2 separate regions of the Mus musculus genome follow, and region 1 is linked to region 2. The links are chromatin contacts, called in public Hi-C maps. All regions are on one chromosome and are shown on one strand. Each heading gives the region's core, a stretch centred on a gene start, on an enhancer-like site or on the middle of the called end of the contact. The rest is flanking DNA. Distances are from core to core; before and after follow the strand shown.

Region 1 (3,612 bases), core at 726-3,225, 150 kb before region 2:
TTCTCCTGTGTCTGTGTTTCTCCCCCTCCTTCAGCCTCCCCCTCATCCCCTTGACTCTTTTTCAGGTCTAACCCACCACTACTACATTGAAGGGCAGTTAGTATAGTTATAGGTGTGATGGGGCCCCACAACCCCATGATCTTCTAATTGACTTCCAGCCTTGTAAGTGGGCCTGTGTCCCAGGCTGGAATGGCCATCCGTGCTTTCTCCCTCAGGTAGCTTTCCCTCCAGTTCTGTAAGGTGAGCTAGGAAGGCTGAGAGGGCTGAACCTGAGATGTCCATTCTCTGTGAGAGTCTCTGCCTTTGGAGAGCAGCCTTAACTTCTAGAGAGGTTTGGGGTGCTGGTTGCACACACCTGCCTCTGTCATAGCCATCAGGGGCTTCATCGGCCTCACTTTGAGGACCTGGCAGAACTTCCTTTGACTGGCTCCTGATTTCCTGTCCATCCGCAGCCTCCAGTGTTTCTGTGTCTGGGCCCCGTGGCTTTTGCTCAGGTGAGCATGCCTCATGAGCATGCCTCAGTCATGGCACGCTGGCCTAATAATCATAATCTCCAGAGCTTTCAAAGAAGGTGCGCTGCCTGCAGCTTCAGTCTTTTTGCTTGCTCCAAGATCAGTCTTAGTTTTTAAAGTTGAGCAATTTTTCTTCCTTTTGCACTTGGGAGTGATGACGTCCAAGCTCTGTGAGAGTTAGAATGGATTGTCCATCTGGTGTTGCCTTTTTTTTTTTTTTTTTTTAAGTGTGAAAGCATCCTTGCTTTGGTTCTTTGAGCTGGTGAGTGCTTTGCACACTGGGATCAGCTGGTTCCTGTCTCTACATCATCACAGGTTCTCAGCGGTGCCCGTTATCAGAGATGCCATCAAACCCGCAGAATGGGGTGCTGCAGAGTACCACAAACAGCGTGCCTAGTAACTTCAAGCAAGCTCTTCAGCCCCCAGACTCACCCCTCAGAGCTTGGTGCCCTCCTTGAAAAACTGAGGGAGCTGAACCAAATTCTTGCCAACAGCTACTTTTAAAGGCAGTGGTTTTCTAGTACTAGAGAGGAAGGGAAGGACAGAAGGAAGGAGAGAACGGGGTAGGGGGAGAGAGAGAGCACACACCATAGAGCCCTGGGATTTGTTTGTTGTATTTTCCAGAGAATGGGCTTCTAGGAGGCTTCAGGGGGTGTAAGGTCCAGACGCTGTGCATAGCCACAGTTTTCACTAGGTGACCTTTGTGCTTCCAGGTTAGAGTGACAGTCTGGCTGGTGTGGCACTGGTAATCACTGTTTTCCTCGCTGCCAGGCAGCCTCAGTCATGGGTACTGCAGCCCATTTACAAATGCGTTGGACAAAGCGTAACCGTAACTGAGTCGAGTCTTGTCCCTTTGTGCACAGACCTTGTCAGCGCTCTGTGGGTGAAGACGGCCAAGTGGGGAAGTGGCAGGTCTGTCTGAGCTGGACCAGCAGCTTTTTCATGGAGAACCATTTCTCCTTGAAAGATTGACTGACAGCCAAACTGTACCATTTAATCATGGGCACTTAGCAGGCATTTTCTTAGAAACGAGCAAAGTTCACTTGTCACATCAAGGAAAATGACCACAGTATTGATGACCAGTCAGACTTGAGCTTTGAAAAGAGGGGTTTCAAAAACTTGTATTTACAATTGTGAGAGTCCTTCTATGTAATGGTTTTCTGAGATCACTGGAAATATTAAGAAAAGTGATTTCTTTTGCTATCATATGTTGAAATTGGCTAACAATTTGAAGGCATGCATAACCTAGTGTGCCATGTGTTCCTGATGACAAGTTTATGTTACTGTGTGCATGGGTAAAAGATCCACTAGAAGTTTAAGATACACCAATGGACTATAATCTAAACGTACAGAAAGTTCATCAATGTATTTCAGATTCTGTGCCACCGTTGGGACTGGGGAGACGGCTGAGCTGGTAGTGTTTGCCAAGCAAGCATGGAGACATCAGTTTGGATAAGCAGCACCCAGATAACATGCTGGCCATGGTAGCATGCTTTTGTAACCCCAGCAGCAGGCGAGTGAAGACAGGAGGATCCCTGGGGCTTCCGGGCCAGCTCCCAGCCAGTCGCTGACCTCCAGCTTTAGTGAGAGACCCTGCCTCAAAAAATAAGGTGAAGGAGCAGTTGAGGAAGACAGTATTTACTACTGGCCTCTGCACACACATGCACTTCATATGTATGCAACACACACACACACACACACACACACACACACACACACACACACACATCAAATTGAAAAAGAAAAAAGCTCCTTGTCTCATTTTACGACAGGTTCATAGAGGATCCAAGGTTAGCTGGAAAAGGCTGTTCTAAGTACTCCTTGCTTTCCTAGCAACATATTTGAGTGAAGCTAGCCTCGGGGCTAGCACACTGCATCAGGCTAGCACAGTGTGCCAGGCCGGCACAGTGCACCAGGCTAGCACACTGCATCAGGCTAGCACAGTGTGCCAGGCTAGCACTCGGAAGTTCAGAGCAGATGGAAGGCAGACATTTGCAGGAAAGGAGCAACAGCCCTCTCTTTGCAGCCACCTTGTTCTGAAAGTGACTCTGGTTTTTATTTGTTTTCATAAAAATTACGTCAGCTGATAAACTGATCATTGTTATTTTTAAGCAAGTCAAAATGTTTCTGAAATGTGTAGTTTTCTGAGTATGGTAACTATAGAGCAGTATAATCAGCAGAAGCAAAAGTTCTCTGAGAGTTTCCCACTGTAAAGGTACAGAGGCATCCATCCGCCAGCTAAGCAAGGCGACTGAGCACTGTGGAATTTCCACATTTTCAGTGCTAAAGATCAACGCCAGGGCAGTGGGCATACTCAGTAATTGGTCCACGGTTACCATCACTATGCCACATGCCAGCCCTACATTCAGGGGTTTTAAAGGTATCCTCTCAGCCTGGTGTTTGAGAATTTGAAGAATCGTTAATGTATTTTTGATTAAAAAATCTGGGTAAGTTGAAAGCTTGCCTCACACTTGCCTGCGTATGGCTTTGGCTCTGGAGAGACCCCTCCTTCCTGACTGACATTTATAAAATTGTGGCTTTGCTGACTCAGGATTAGTGATCCTATCAGTTGGGAATTTTAGTATGTTGGATCCTGAAGGCAGTTTTCAGAGACTAGTCATGCACAGAACATGTCAGACATGCCAGGTCCCCGAGTAAATGAACCACCCATCACCTTGCTGGCGTGGCCTTCTTCCAGTGGCCTGCTCCACGGCTGGTCTGGACGTCCGCGGGTTCACTGAGACATTGACTGGGGCAGTTGCCTGTGTCTCAGAAGCATCGTGCAAAACCTAGAGTCACTGTCAGCACACCTTCAGTGCTGTGTAAAAGGCAGGCCCGGGGGATTTGGATTTGTGTGTTTTAAGGAATTAAATAGCTCATAATGCTGAAAGGGAAAGCTGAAGAGGCTGGGAATTGAGTTGTGTAAACTGTTTCACAGGAGACTTACTCTGTCAAGTGCTTAGGATAGTTGCTTGCTGGAACATTAATCACAGATGTTTAAAAATATTGTTTTATAAATATCGAAGTAACCAGAAATATTTTTTTGTTTAGATTTCAGTAGTAGTCAAGTACTATGTTATTAAAACACACACACAAAGTA
Region 2 (3,755 bases), core at 364-2,863:
TTTCTGCCTAGCTACTCCAGCTATCCCTGGACGTGGCACTTTTAAGAGTCTGAATTGTCACCCTCCCCGGGCTAATTATATGGGGCCAACCATCTTGTTGGTCCTGCTGCTTCCTGTGGCTCTAAAAGACAAGGCCCAGGGATGTTTGTCTCCTCCAGTCACCAATAGCTGAAGGCACTCAGACACCACTAGTAGCCTCTGGGCTGGAGAAGGCCATATTCCACCACATTTCAGGGTTATTCAGCACATCAGCTTAGGGTCCAGCTGTTCAGAAGGTGTGGGTGCTTTATGAAGCAAGACATTTGTGTTTGTTTATAGAGATGGTAAACCAACCTGGAAAATCCAGTCTGTTCCCATCCCCAGGCTCTGAATGAACCGGGGAGAGCATCCTGGGAGACATTATTTCCTGTCAATTACCAGAAACACTATGAGTAAACACGTGGGGGCCTGTTAACACGCACCTACGAGCTAACGGGGCTTTATCCCTCCCTTGGGCAGGTATCAAATGTTCACTTCGCAGTCCATGGGGGACCTGGTAAACAGCCACTGGGGAGTTTTCTTTCCTTTAATTGGAGTGGTTCTTGAAACAGATGTCCGATGTGTAGGGATATCTGGATGTCAGCTTCTGAGGCCAAAAAAAAAAAAATAGAGAGAGAGAGAAATTCCAGTACAGCAGAGCAGGAGAGAGACACGCCAGGGCTAGCCCATCAGACATTGTGATCCTTAAGTAACATAGCCTCTGTTAACACAGAAAGAAAAGTCAGACGTGAAGCATGCAAATTCAAAGCGAGATTCCAGCAACTTAGGCAAGTTCTTCTTGTCCTTGTCCAGTTTCTACATTCCCCTTTCAAGAGCCTGGCACAGGAGCAAAAAGCTCTTCCATCCATCCCTGGTACGGCTCCCTCATTCTTGGGCATTCTGGGCAACACAGGTCTAATGCTCGTCTCAAAACAACCTTCAGCAGGACTAAGGCCTAGCTTTTATAGTTGTTGTGAAATGTAAGGATGTTGAGTCTTCTCGTGGAAGCTGGATCTCCTGGAAGCAGGCATGTACTAGGGCATCCCAAGGAGAGAAAAACAATGGCTTTCGACTGTGGCTTCGGGGCCTGGACGGGAAAAACCTACCCTTGAGTTTTAGGAATTGCATCAACCAAAATGAGGCCCTTTTTACAACAAAGGAGATATTTAGAAAAGAAAGAGAAAAGACATTTAATCAAAATTTAGTCACAACAAGCTTATAATGTAATTTGATTTCTAGAGACACTTTACTATTTTTTTTAAGCAAAGAAACGAGAGTATACATTAAAAATAAACTTTTTCCTTTTGGTGTGCTCTTTTTAGTAGAATGTGACTTTATTCTATATGTAAATTACTTTTAAAAGTCTAAAAAAATTATAGGTTTAAAGACGACATAATAATCTTAAATGTATATTTTCCTAACAACAGGGCTGCAAAACAAGTTAAGCAAAACCAGATAGACTGGAAAAAAAGAAAATAAACAAATCCACGGTTGCAGTTGTAGACTTTGATACTTTCTTCTGGGTAATAGTAAACAGAGAGAGAACACCACCAAGCACAGGAAGGGAAGGGCTTGAGAGCAGCGCAAGCCCGACCTCTAACACTGAGTATTCCTCTCAGCAAGAGCAGGGCGCTCGCCCTTTCTGGTGCACAAGACAGGTCCAAGGGAACATGCACAAAGCCAGGCCAACAATGAAAATAAAAATAAAGATAAAATGTTTGGGCCTCATTAAACTTAAAAGAACCTAAATTGTTCAAGTTTTGGTGTGTGACAATAAAAAGATTAAACTAGAAATAAATATCAGGCTATCTGAAAAAAAAAAATCACCAGATATGTAAAACTTTCAATAATTGGTGGTGCCAAAGGAAGTCTCCAGTGAAAAGTAGAAAATATTCTGAAGTAAATAAAAATAAAAGATGTATGAATCTGTGGCCTGGAGCTAATGTCCTGCTTAGAAGGAAATTTAACGTGTTAACTCCTTAGAACATGAAAGGCTTCAGGTTTGTAATGGAGCCTCTTTCCATAAATAACTAAGGGGAAAGGGAGAAAAATTAGCCCAGAGTTAGAAGAACAAAAATAAGACAGGAATCCATGAAACCAAATGCCATTTGTCAAGAAAAATCAACAGAAGGGATAAACTTTAGCCAAGCTGAAGTGGGAGGGGAGGGGAGAGAGGAGAGAGGAAGGAGAAAATATCAGAAAGAGAAATTGGTGCTTGTAAGACCTCATCAGGAATACTATGAACAGCTCAGAGCACATTAATTCAACAATTAAGAGGAAATAAGCCAATTCCTTAAAAGCTACAGACTCCTAAAACTAAGCCAAGAAAATACTGATTCTATGGATGGCATGTATATATTTTTAAAGACTGAGTTTGTGGCCTCAAACAAGACCTTCTGAAAGGCAAGCCCTGGGCCTGGATCTCACAGCTGAACTTGGATAAACAGTGACAAGAAAAACAACAGCAAATCTTCACAAGGTTCCAGAGAAATTCTGAAGGGAATGTGCACTTCCCAACTCATCTGAGGAAGCTCATGGTGCCTTTCGATTAAAAGGCAACGAAGAAGGAGTCAAAGAAGAAAAACACCGGCCAATCTCCCTGATAATATAGCTGCTACAAAACAAAGAGCAGGCCAAATACACCATTATACAAAGAGAATTACACACACAGGGAAAATGGAATCGATCCTGAGATAACGCTGGAGCAGGGGGAGTTCATATCTGTGTGTGAAGACCACATCTGTGTGTGGTCCTACAGGCCCAAAAGCCAATGGTGCAGGTGAGGCCTGACCCAGTCGACTGAAGGAAGTTACTCATTCAGGGAGGGGCAGGCCTTTTGCTCCATCCAGGCTTTCAACAACTGAGTAAGATACATACACAGAATGAAGACTAACTTACTTATCCTATAGTTCCCAAGCTTAAGTGTTAATCTCATCAAAACAAAAATTCCCAAATGTGACACATTGAGTGAACTCCTAAAACTACCCTCTTGGCACCAGAATGCATTTTCTTAGGATGGAGTTGGTCTATACACAGCTGAGAACACCCTCTGCCCAGAGGAAGAGGCAGTTCTTGGATGTCTCCTTCAAAGCCATGCCCCTCATGAAGTGCTCTCCTAAGGTCCCACCTTCCAATGTGGTCAACATATATGTTAATGGATTAATTGAGCTACTATATCAGAGCCCTCTTGATCCAATCAGTTCCCCCAAAGCCCTGCCTCTGGACATTCCAGTGCGACTTATGGGGGAGGGGGGGGTTAGGTTACTGTTTTTTCTCAGGGACCTAGCACTGGCTTAACTGATCACAAGCTGCCCTCACCTGCCTCTGCCAGGCGCTCCGGGTGTGGGCTGCATGTAGAAGGACTGCCTGACATCCCAGGGTGCTCTCTCTGCCTCTCTCTCTGTCTCTCTGTCTCTCTCTCTCTGTGTCTCTCTGTCTGTCTCTATCTCTGTCTCTCTCTGTCTGTCTCTGTCTGTCTCTCTCTGCCTCTCTCTCTGTCTCTCTCTCTGTCTGTCTCTATCTCTGTCTCTCTCTCTGTCTCTCTCTCTCTCTGTCTCTCTCTCTCTGTGTCTCTCTGTCTGTCTCTATCTCTGTCTCTCTGTCTGTCTCTGTCTCTCTCTCTGTCTCTCTCTTTCTCCCTTTCTGTCCTCAGAGCCCCTTTCTCTCCCTCTGTCTCTCTGCCCTTATGGTTTGGTTTGCTTGCTGCCTCTACTCTTTCCCCAGGTCCTCCTTCCTCT

What was found. A called contact is a pair of places that touch in the nucleus more often than the background predicts.
Region 1: a contact with region 2 is called in a Hi-C map of liver, with 2.1 times the contacts expected there. The contact joins two enhancer-like sites. A contact is called at or near these places in 4 of 484 Hi-C or Micro-C datasets (adipose-derived mesenchymal stem cells, immediate neuronal precursor, liver and 1 more), 3 of 115 datasets of contacts at active chromatin or transcription factors (acute myeloid leukemia, embryonic stem cells and fibro-adipogenic progenitors) and 1 of 9 other capture datasets (adipose tissue).

What each region holds. Positions count from the first base shown.
Region 1 is chr7:66,653,299-66,656,910 of GRCm38.p6, reverse strand. The region is part of intron 5 of Asb7 (ankyrin repeat and SOCS box-containing 7); the gene reads left to right. Among named protein-coding and RNA genes, the nearest start is that of Asb7, 34 kb to the left of the region's middle. Within about 2 kb of position 1,975, at least 18 of the 459 cell types and tissues checked have an H3K27ac peak or open chromatin away from gene starts, as enhancers often do. A contact at or near this core is called in liver, where this site is marked.
Region 2 is chr7:66,499,434-66,503,188 of GRCm38.p6, reverse strand. No RefSeq gene overlaps it. Among named protein-coding and RNA genes, the nearest start is that of Gm33515, 73 kb to the right of the region's middle. Within about 2 kb of position 1,613, at least 11 of the 459 cell types and tissues checked have an H3K27ac peak or open chromatin away from gene starts, as enhancers often do. A contact at or near this core is called in liver, where this site is marked.